Regions from separate parts of the Hordeum vulgare genome. Here region 2 is linked to region 1. The links are chromatin contacts, called in public Hi-C maps. All regions are on one chromosome and are shown on one strand. Each heading gives the region's core, a stretch centred on a gene start, on an enhancer-like site or on the middle of the called end of the contact. The rest is flanking DNA. Distances are from core to core; before and after follow the strand shown. Region 1 holds the start of LOC123426690. Region 2 holds the start of LOC123426692 (2-Cys peroxiredoxin BAS1, chloroplastic).

Region 1 (4,439 bases), core at 770-3,269:
CTAATGCAAAAGTACTTCGCAGCCAATCCAACATATCCGCCCCACCTCTTTCGGAGAAAGTATCGTATGCGCAGATCCCTCTTTGTAAAAATTGTTCAAGCTTCGAGGCCAATTGTCTATATTTTACTCAAAGAAGAAATGTCGCGGGCTTGAAGGGATTTGGTGCATATAAAAAAATATTGGTAAATATGCGGGTAATTTCATACGGCGTTCCGACTGACTATACCGATGAGTACCTTCGCATTGGGAAAGATAGTACAATTGAGTCAGTGCGTAGGTTTGCCAAAGTGATCCTCCGTGTTTTTTATCCTAAATGTCTTCGGGCACCGAATGAGGAAGACACAAAAAAATTGATGGCATTTAATGAAAGAAGAGGTTGGCCTGGCATGATAGGAAGCATAGATTGTATGCATTGGACTTAGAAAAATTGCCCAAAGGCATGGCAGGGAATGTATTGTGCCAAGTCTCATGATGCAACAATTATGCTAGGGGTCGTAGCTTCACAGGATTTCTGGAATTAGCATTGCTTTTTTAGTATGTTGGGTACTCTCAACGATATCAATGTGTTGCAACGGTCTCATTTGCTTGCTAGGCTTGCTAGTGGTGATGCTCCAGCTTGCAACTATACTATCAATGGGCATGAATACACAAAAGGTTATTATCTTGTAGATGGTATACACCCTTGTTGATGCACATTTGTGAAGAGCATCAAAGACCCCCAAAGTAGGAAAGAGTCTGAATTCGCAAGGGAAAAAGAGACAGCCCGAAAAGACATTGAAAGAGCATTTGGGGTTTTGCAATCTAGGTTTGTCATTGTTCGTGGTCCTGCTCGGTTTTGGGACAAGCGATCCTTGAAAAACATCATTACATGTTGTGTTATTCTTCACAATATGATTCTCGAAGATAAGAGAGGCATGAAATTAGAGCTTTTTTCATAACTACATGGAGATTGATAATTCTTCACAATATGACAACGTGGGTAGCCGTGTCAAACCAGCTAGAGACCCTAACCGAATTAGAGCTTTTTTTCATAACTACATGAAGATTGATAATGCAAACACCCACTTCAACTTCAGAATGATCTCATTGAGAGCATCATTGGCAAAGGGCTAGACAATAACACATTCTATTTTTTCATTCATTTTTATTTCATTTATGTGTGATTTGTATACAGGACAAGTTTTGTATTGAATTATTTAGTTTGCTACGGTGATTTGAATAATTATTATACTTTGAATGATTATTGTATTGTAATATTAACATTTTGCTTATATAACACATTATTAATTCTGATTTACGGGGTCTTTGGTTTGCGAGTCGACGCGGTGGTGCCCGAGCAGCCCCCGCATTGTCGGCCCGTAAAAAAGCATCTTCTACGAATATCTTGTTTTACAGGTCCAATTTGCGGGGTCTGACTCTGTCCGCGCCCGCGCCGACCCGTAAAACTCTTTTTCCGCGAACTGTAAACGACTTTTATGGGCTGGCTCTATACAGAGTCTGCTAAAGATCCTCTAAGGTTTTCGTGAATGGAATTACCGTGTCCCTTAAAAAATTTACGGGTCAAACAAGTTTTACGGGTCTGCTAAGCAACATTTTTCCGACCGAAACTGTAAATATATTTTTTTACGGGTTTGACTAATATACGGGTTCTCTAAGCTCCTATTCCACGGATTGTATAGGCACTCCCATGTCCTTACTTTTATGCTGAAAGTCCTCTTCCGCTGTGGAAGTTTTTTTCCAGGCATCGTTCCCCCCGCCTCTCACCCACAGATTCAGTCCGTATACACACGCCTGTAAGTAATCCCGATGGTTACGTGCGGGTATCCGCTAGCCTGCTCATGTGTATGAAAATCATTCGACAAATTGGATAACTGAAGAAATACTTCCTCCGTCCCAAAATAAGTGTCTCAACTTTGTACTAGCTTTAGTATAAATTTGTATTAAGCTTGAGACACTTATTTTGAGACGGAGGAAGTAGTATATACACTAGCAACAAAAGTGTAAAAGCAATGAGCTATTGGCCCTGCGCCTGGACCCTTTCGGGGCGTGTCGAAACATTGCGCTCCACGTAGCACCCCGTACATACTCAATGGCGCAGCGATGGCTACTTGTCACCCGCTTCTACCTCACGTTTGCATTCCGTGGGCATCGATCCCAGCCGTCGAACCCCGATTCCTATCTCGTCCCCGCCCCCTCCTTCGGCGGTCTTCGCTCTGCATCCTCTGCTGGTTCCACTCCATCCAATCGTCCGTACCGTGCTCCATCCATGGCCGCACCAGCTCTGCCCCTTGCCAACCACGCCGCGGCCACGGCCACGGCCACGGCCAGATACCTCCACCGCAACCACCAGTTGCTGCAGCCCAAGAGGCAGCTCCCACCCGGCTTCCTCGCCGCTCGGCCTCTCCGGCAGCCGCGCCGGCCGCTCTCCGCCGTGCCGGAAACCAAGGAGGAGGAGGCCAAGACGGCCGATGAGATCACCGAGAAGTACGGCCTCGAGGTCGGCCTCTGGAAAGTAAGCACCTATGCCACCGCAGCGTACTGCTCCTAGTATATATGAAGTGAAATTTGCAAGGTTGGGTCATTTTTGAGTCATTTATTTTAGGACGGAGGGAGTACATGCGAGCTGAATCGTGTGACGTCTGACGTGTTTGGTTGCTTCAGATATTTAGCTCGAAGGAGGAGGAGGAGGGAGGCGAGGAGGGGAAGACAAAGAAGTCGAGAACTGACCAGGCCAAGGAGCTCCTGGGCAAGTACGGCGGCGCGTACCTGGCCACCTCGATCACGCTCTCGCTCATCTCCTTCACCGCATGCTACCTCCTCATCAACGCCGGCGTCGACGTCCAGCAGCTGCTCGGCAAGGTCAGAGCTACTAAACCACTCCCCAAGTTTCGACTCGAGCTCGTCACCAACTTACCATGGACGGGGTGTGTGCTTTTTTGTGTAATGTAAATGTAAATGCAGATTGGGATCGCCACGGACGAGACCGGAGGCAAGGTGGGGACATTCGCGCTGGCCTACGCCGCGCATAAGGCAGCGTCGCCGATAAGGTTCCCGCCGACTGTGGCGCTGACGCCGGTGGTCGCCAACTGGATAGGGAAGATCGCCAAGGGAGGCGAAGGCGACTGACTGATGCAGCAGTAAAGTATAGGCACTTCGATCGATGTGCACTTGCTGGTAGTTATGCATCACTCCAAGCTTAGGTGTTCTATAGTAGTGTGAATGAATCTGGCTAAGTACAATTTTGCCTACTTGTTTTGGATGTTTGCTGCTCTTGTAAAACAGGACGAAACCATAGTAATCCCAATGTATCAGAGACAAATTAGTACTAGTAACTGGGAATATATTGAATTTTAGCTAGTACTAATAACAATGAATGATGAGTGCAGAAACCGTCAATGCTTGGGAAATGATATGTAAACTCCTCCTACTATAATGGTATATAAGTCATGCATCGTACTTTGTACACGGCTGCCAGAATATTCATTTTTGCAGAGGAAGAACCAGGCGCCCGTATCAGGGGATTCCAGTTGGAGAAAACCACCTGATGACACAAAATAAAACACTAGCGACTCAATATACATACGCTAACTGGAAGGAGGTGAAACCACTGAGGCACGGCAAAGCAAAAAGTTACTGAACACATGTCACCAGACCACTGCCAGAAAGGTCGCAAAATTCGGTAAAAATCACCAGCCTCCAAGAGTCCCAGGAAGAACATTTGCCATCCCCAAGAAACGAACTCTGTTGTTCCAGAATGCCCTAATCATGCTGTTGTCTATCCACAGGTTGGGCCTACAGCTGTGGATTTACCGACAACTGCTGGCTGTCGCTTGGGTGTACGAGGGGCGGTTGCCTCTTCGGCTAACAACTGATCCCACTGCACTTCTGCTGTTCATTAGTTAAGTACTTCAAAGTTGAGGTCAGGTTGTGCCTGTTTAAACAACATCACAGTGAATGCACTTCTCAAAGGATACGTGCTGTTCTCCACATATCTGTAATGCTGCTGCCATCGCCGTCAGTGAGAAGGAAGTAGTCAGCATCAACCTGCAAAAGTGTGTAGAAGCATTGGGTCACTGGGTCTTTGAGGGTCTGGGTATCATATTATTACAAGATAAATAAAAAACTAAAAATAGATTACTGTTATTGCTACCAGAAAGGTGACTGGTTAGTACAAAGGTCAAGAGTCCAAGAATATGCAACTAATGCGAGTTGACGTTCACAGATGTCATGGACAAAAAAATTATAAAGTGAGAAAAAAACAATCCCATGTACTTTTCAGTTCAATGATATGATTGTTTTTTTACCTTCCATAACAGTTTATCTATACAGAACATAAACTTCATATCAACTTGCTTCAATATTATTTTAGAAGGAACTTACATCAAAAACTGGAGTTATCTTTGCCATCCCTCCAAACTCTTGAGCATTTAGATCTGGAG
Region 2 (3,890 bases), core at 830-3,329, 190 kb after region 1:
AAATTCTCCGAGCCAAAAAGAGTTTCATTGAAATCTCCTATGCACAGCCACGCTTGGTGTGGGATCACATACAACGTCCGTAAACATCTCCAAGTGTGGTGCCTATCTTCACTTATCGATGCTCCATAGAGTCCCGAAAACCTCCACTCTAGTGAGGACAAATCAGCTCTCGGAATCACAACATCAATGTGATCGAAGCTGAAGCTTCTCAGATCAACCACTACATCTTTCGACCAAAACAGGCTAATGCCCCCACTAAGTCCCGAAGTGTCCGCTGCAAAACTTCCAGCAAAACCCAGATTATGCTGCAAAAGCTTGCACCCTCTCAGCACTGATTTTTGTTTCCATCACAAAGAGCAGCATGGGCCCTTCTTGTTTCACAAATTTGCGAATCTCTTGAACTGCCTCGGGGTTCCCAAGCCCCCGGTAGTTCCAACTTATGCATCTCATTGGCTCGGGTAGGGCTGCCCAGCAGCCGCTGCCGAATTGTGAGATGACGGAGGGGTGAGCTTCTTCTTCTTCTGATCAGGTTCAGTGATCTTAGCCTCACCATCCTCCACTCCCGCAGTACTAGTGACACTATCGTTTCTCTGAGCCTTGAAAACCACCATACAACAGTTGAGACGCCGACATTCATAGGAATATCTATGCTGGGTAACGCTAGCGGCTCCACTCTGCGATAAACTTTCTCTACCTGATGGCCCCCCTTCCTCTTCTGATTAACTCGCTGTTTAACCGGTGAGGTAACCTCAGTATTGGTAGCACCTTTGTTGGTTGAGGATGAATCATCCTTCTTATTAGATGCATAATTTTGCTGTTCTCGGGACGATCCATCGCTTGAACCAGAAGCTCTCCTATCCTCAGTCGCCCGCAGACTAGTTTTTAACGGTAAATCTCCTTTGTCATTGCGGGTGCCCGGGGTAGGGCAGACCAGATCAGCATGGCCAAGACGACCACACGAGAAACAAAAGTTAGGGACCTGCTCGTATTGGATATCATACCAGTCCCTAGACTTCCTCTTAGCAGAATCGATCAGGATCCATCTACGCAAAGGTTTATTCACATCAATCGTAACCCTGGCTCGTAGGAAACCTCCAACAGGATCAAATTGTACAGAGGTCACATCTTTATCTATTTGCTTAGCAATAGCTCTTCCCCATGTCTCAGACTGCAAGTTGAACGACAGGTTAAGAACCCTAGCCCATAGTTTCAGCTTATCAAACTTCAGCTCGGACAACTTCATGAAATCATCAAACTCAGCTAGAATCACAACATGCCGACTCACGTGCCACGGAGATCCATCACACGTGCGATCATGATCACGATGATTCTCAAACTCCGCCACAAACATGTTCTCCCCCGCCGGTCGGAAGGATAAACCCTTAGGGTTTCCCCACGTCGGCCTCAAAGCGCTCGCAATGGTTTGGATATGAAAAACCTTACGATGCAGCACCTTGCCAACAATAGCCCACTTCGGTTGTCCCCCTTCACCAAGATCGTCCACCATCAATGGGGTAGCTTCCTCCTCCGTGAGATCTAACTTTTCCATGGCCTCCTCCATCCTTGCTCTCGCCGCACGAGGGGACTCCTGCCCCCTGGTGCTTCCACTAGGATCCGCCGACGAAGCCATCACCGAACCCAAGAGGTTCGCCCCGTCGACGGTGGTCGACGAGCGGTAGGTTCCACCAAAACCCTAATCGCCGCCTCACAGGCTCCAAGTTTTTTTGGGGCCTTTTTGCATCTTGATAAAAACCGACTCCTCCCCTTCTAATAAGCCGCACCCTAGGTATAATACAAAAACGCGAACTTAACGCAATGGCTAGCGTTGCCGTGGTGCAACACTATAGATCTCTACGCGAGCAAATCCTCTCGCATCTCTTAAGGCGAAAAATAGTCATTGCGAGAAATTTCAGCATCAAACTTGAGATGGTCTCTCATTGGGCCGAAAGCTACATACACGGGGTTTTCACGCCGGGCCGTGGCCTGGAATCGATGAAAGAAGCTACCCGAATTCCCGGCCCAGCTCACGCGGCACCGAGGAGAGCCACTGGCTGAGTGGGCACGTCCTCTGCTTAAACGGCCTCTTCATATTCGCGAACCCTATCTATCTGGAGGCTACCTAATCCCCTCCCCGGCACTCCCCGCCTGACAACCACGGCCATGGCGTGCGCCATCTCCGCCTCCACCGTGTCCACGGCCGCCGCGCTCGTCGCGTCCCCGAAGACATCCGGGGCGCCGCAGTGCCTGTCGTTTCCCCGCGCTTTCGGAGGCGCTGCAGCCAGGCCCGCCCGCCTCGCCGCCGCCGGCTCGAGGACGGCCAGGGCCCGTAGCTTCGTCGCCCGCGCCGCAGCCGAGGTTCGTTGCGCCTTGATTCGGTATTTGTTTTTTGCCGTGGTACGTGCCGCCAGTTGAATTGTCATGCGTGTATGCGTCTCTGTGTCCGCAGTACGACCTGCCGCTGGTGGGGAACAAAGCGCCGGACTTCGCGGCGGAGGCCGTGTTCGACCAGGAGTTCATCAACGTAAGCCCGTAACCAACTGCATTGTGCACGCGCGTCCGTTTACCAATTTCCTTGCGCGAGCAAAACTGTGCTCGGCCCGGATGATAATTCAGATTTCGCTGCACGATTCGTTAACGCTGCAGCTGTATGTTTGGTCGGTGATGTGATGTTCTTGATGGTGTGCTTTTGTTGTAACTACACACAGGTCAAGCTATCTGATTACATTGGGAAGAAGTATGTGATTCTTTTCTTCTACCCTCTGGACTTCACCTTCGTCTGCCCAACTGGTGCGTTAACCATCTTGTGCTCCGTGAAGGAAACTATTCATTTCTGTCTGTCAATTCTAAAATGCTTACATGCAAATTTTGCAGAGATTACGGCTTTCAGCGACAGACATGAGGAGTTCGAGAAGATAAACACTGAAATTCTTGGTGTTTCGGTTGACAGTGTGGTATGTTACTTTCCATACATGTGGGCACATAGCTGCTCTCTTGAAACTATTCGTCTAGCTCTGACATGCATTAAGTGCCTTATCTGGAAATTAACTGTAAAGTGTTCGTCTGTTTGTGTCAATGAATACCAATGTTCAGGATATCGGTAACTCGTCGGTTGAGTGCCGAGTAGGGATAAATAGGCAAATTTTCCAGTTAATCGGCTATTCAGTGACCCACACTATCAACTGAAACACCAAGTTTGGATTGTGTCAATGAATGCGTGTTCCTTCTTCATGTCAAAATTGAGTCTGGGCACATTTGGAGCATAAGAGTTTAACATTGCAGTGGCACAATGCTGGAGCTTTGTTACATCTTTTGGATGGACAAATGCAATGTAAATTATGCCGTGTGCATATCGGAGGGTAAAAAAAAATGATCTGTATTAATCAGATAAATGGATCTAGATTTTTATTCCATGTGCTAAATATGCTCACTAACACCATTGAGGATGAATGTAGGGCTATTGAGGGTGAACATAAGAGTTAACATTGCAGTGACACAATGCTGGAGCTTTTTTTATATCTTTTGGATGAACATATGCAATGTAAATTATGCGCGTGTGAATAGGAGAGTAAAAACTGATCTGTATTAATCAGATAAATGGATATAGATATTTGTATTCCACATGCTAAATATGCCCACTAACTCCATTGAGGATGAATGTAGGGCTATTGAGGATGAACATAGGAGTTAACATTGCAGTGGCACAATGCTGGAGCTTTGTTATATCTTTTGTATGAACATATGCAATGTAAATTACAATGTTCAGGATATCGGTAACTTGTAGCTGCTCGGTCGGGTGAGGAGTAGGGATTAGTCAGCAAATCAGCCTATTAACTGAATTTATGGTAACCCATTTATTAATAATGGCCATATCTATATATCTTAGCCACATA

The links. Hi-C and Micro-C count contacts between places; a contact is called where the count stands out from the background.
Region 2: a Hi-C map of leaf shows a contact between it and region 1, with 4 times the contacts expected there. The contact joins the promoter of LOC123426692 here to the promoter of LOC123426690 in region 1. A contact is called at or near these places in 3 of 6 Hi-C or Micro-C datasets (leaf and seedling) and 1 of 1 datasets of contacts at active chromatin or transcription factors (embryo).

The regions. Positions count from the first base shown.
Region 1 is chr2H:468,701,867-468,706,305 of MorexV3_pseudomolecules_assembly, forward strand. It overlaps LOC123426690, which reads left to right and starts at 2,020. Exons shown (of 3, transcript XM_045110559.1): 1 at 2,020-2,512; 2 at 2,662-2,859; 3 at 2,962-3,364. The coding sequence starts at 2,090. The coding sequence ends at 3,126. LOC123426689 (transcription factor E2FA-like) reads right to left here. Exons shown (of 14, transcript XM_045110557.1): 12 at 4,381-4,439; 13 at 3,975-4,044; 14 at 3,408-3,888. The coding sequence ends at 3,776.
Region 2 is chr2H:468,889,825-468,893,714 of MorexV3_pseudomolecules_assembly, forward strand. It overlaps LOC123426692 (2-Cys peroxiredoxin BAS1, chloroplastic), which reads left to right and starts at 2,080. Exons shown (of 7, transcript XM_045110560.1): 1 at 2,080-2,355; 2 at 2,447-2,521; 3 at 2,706-2,787; 4 at 2,872-2,951. The coding sequence starts at 2,161.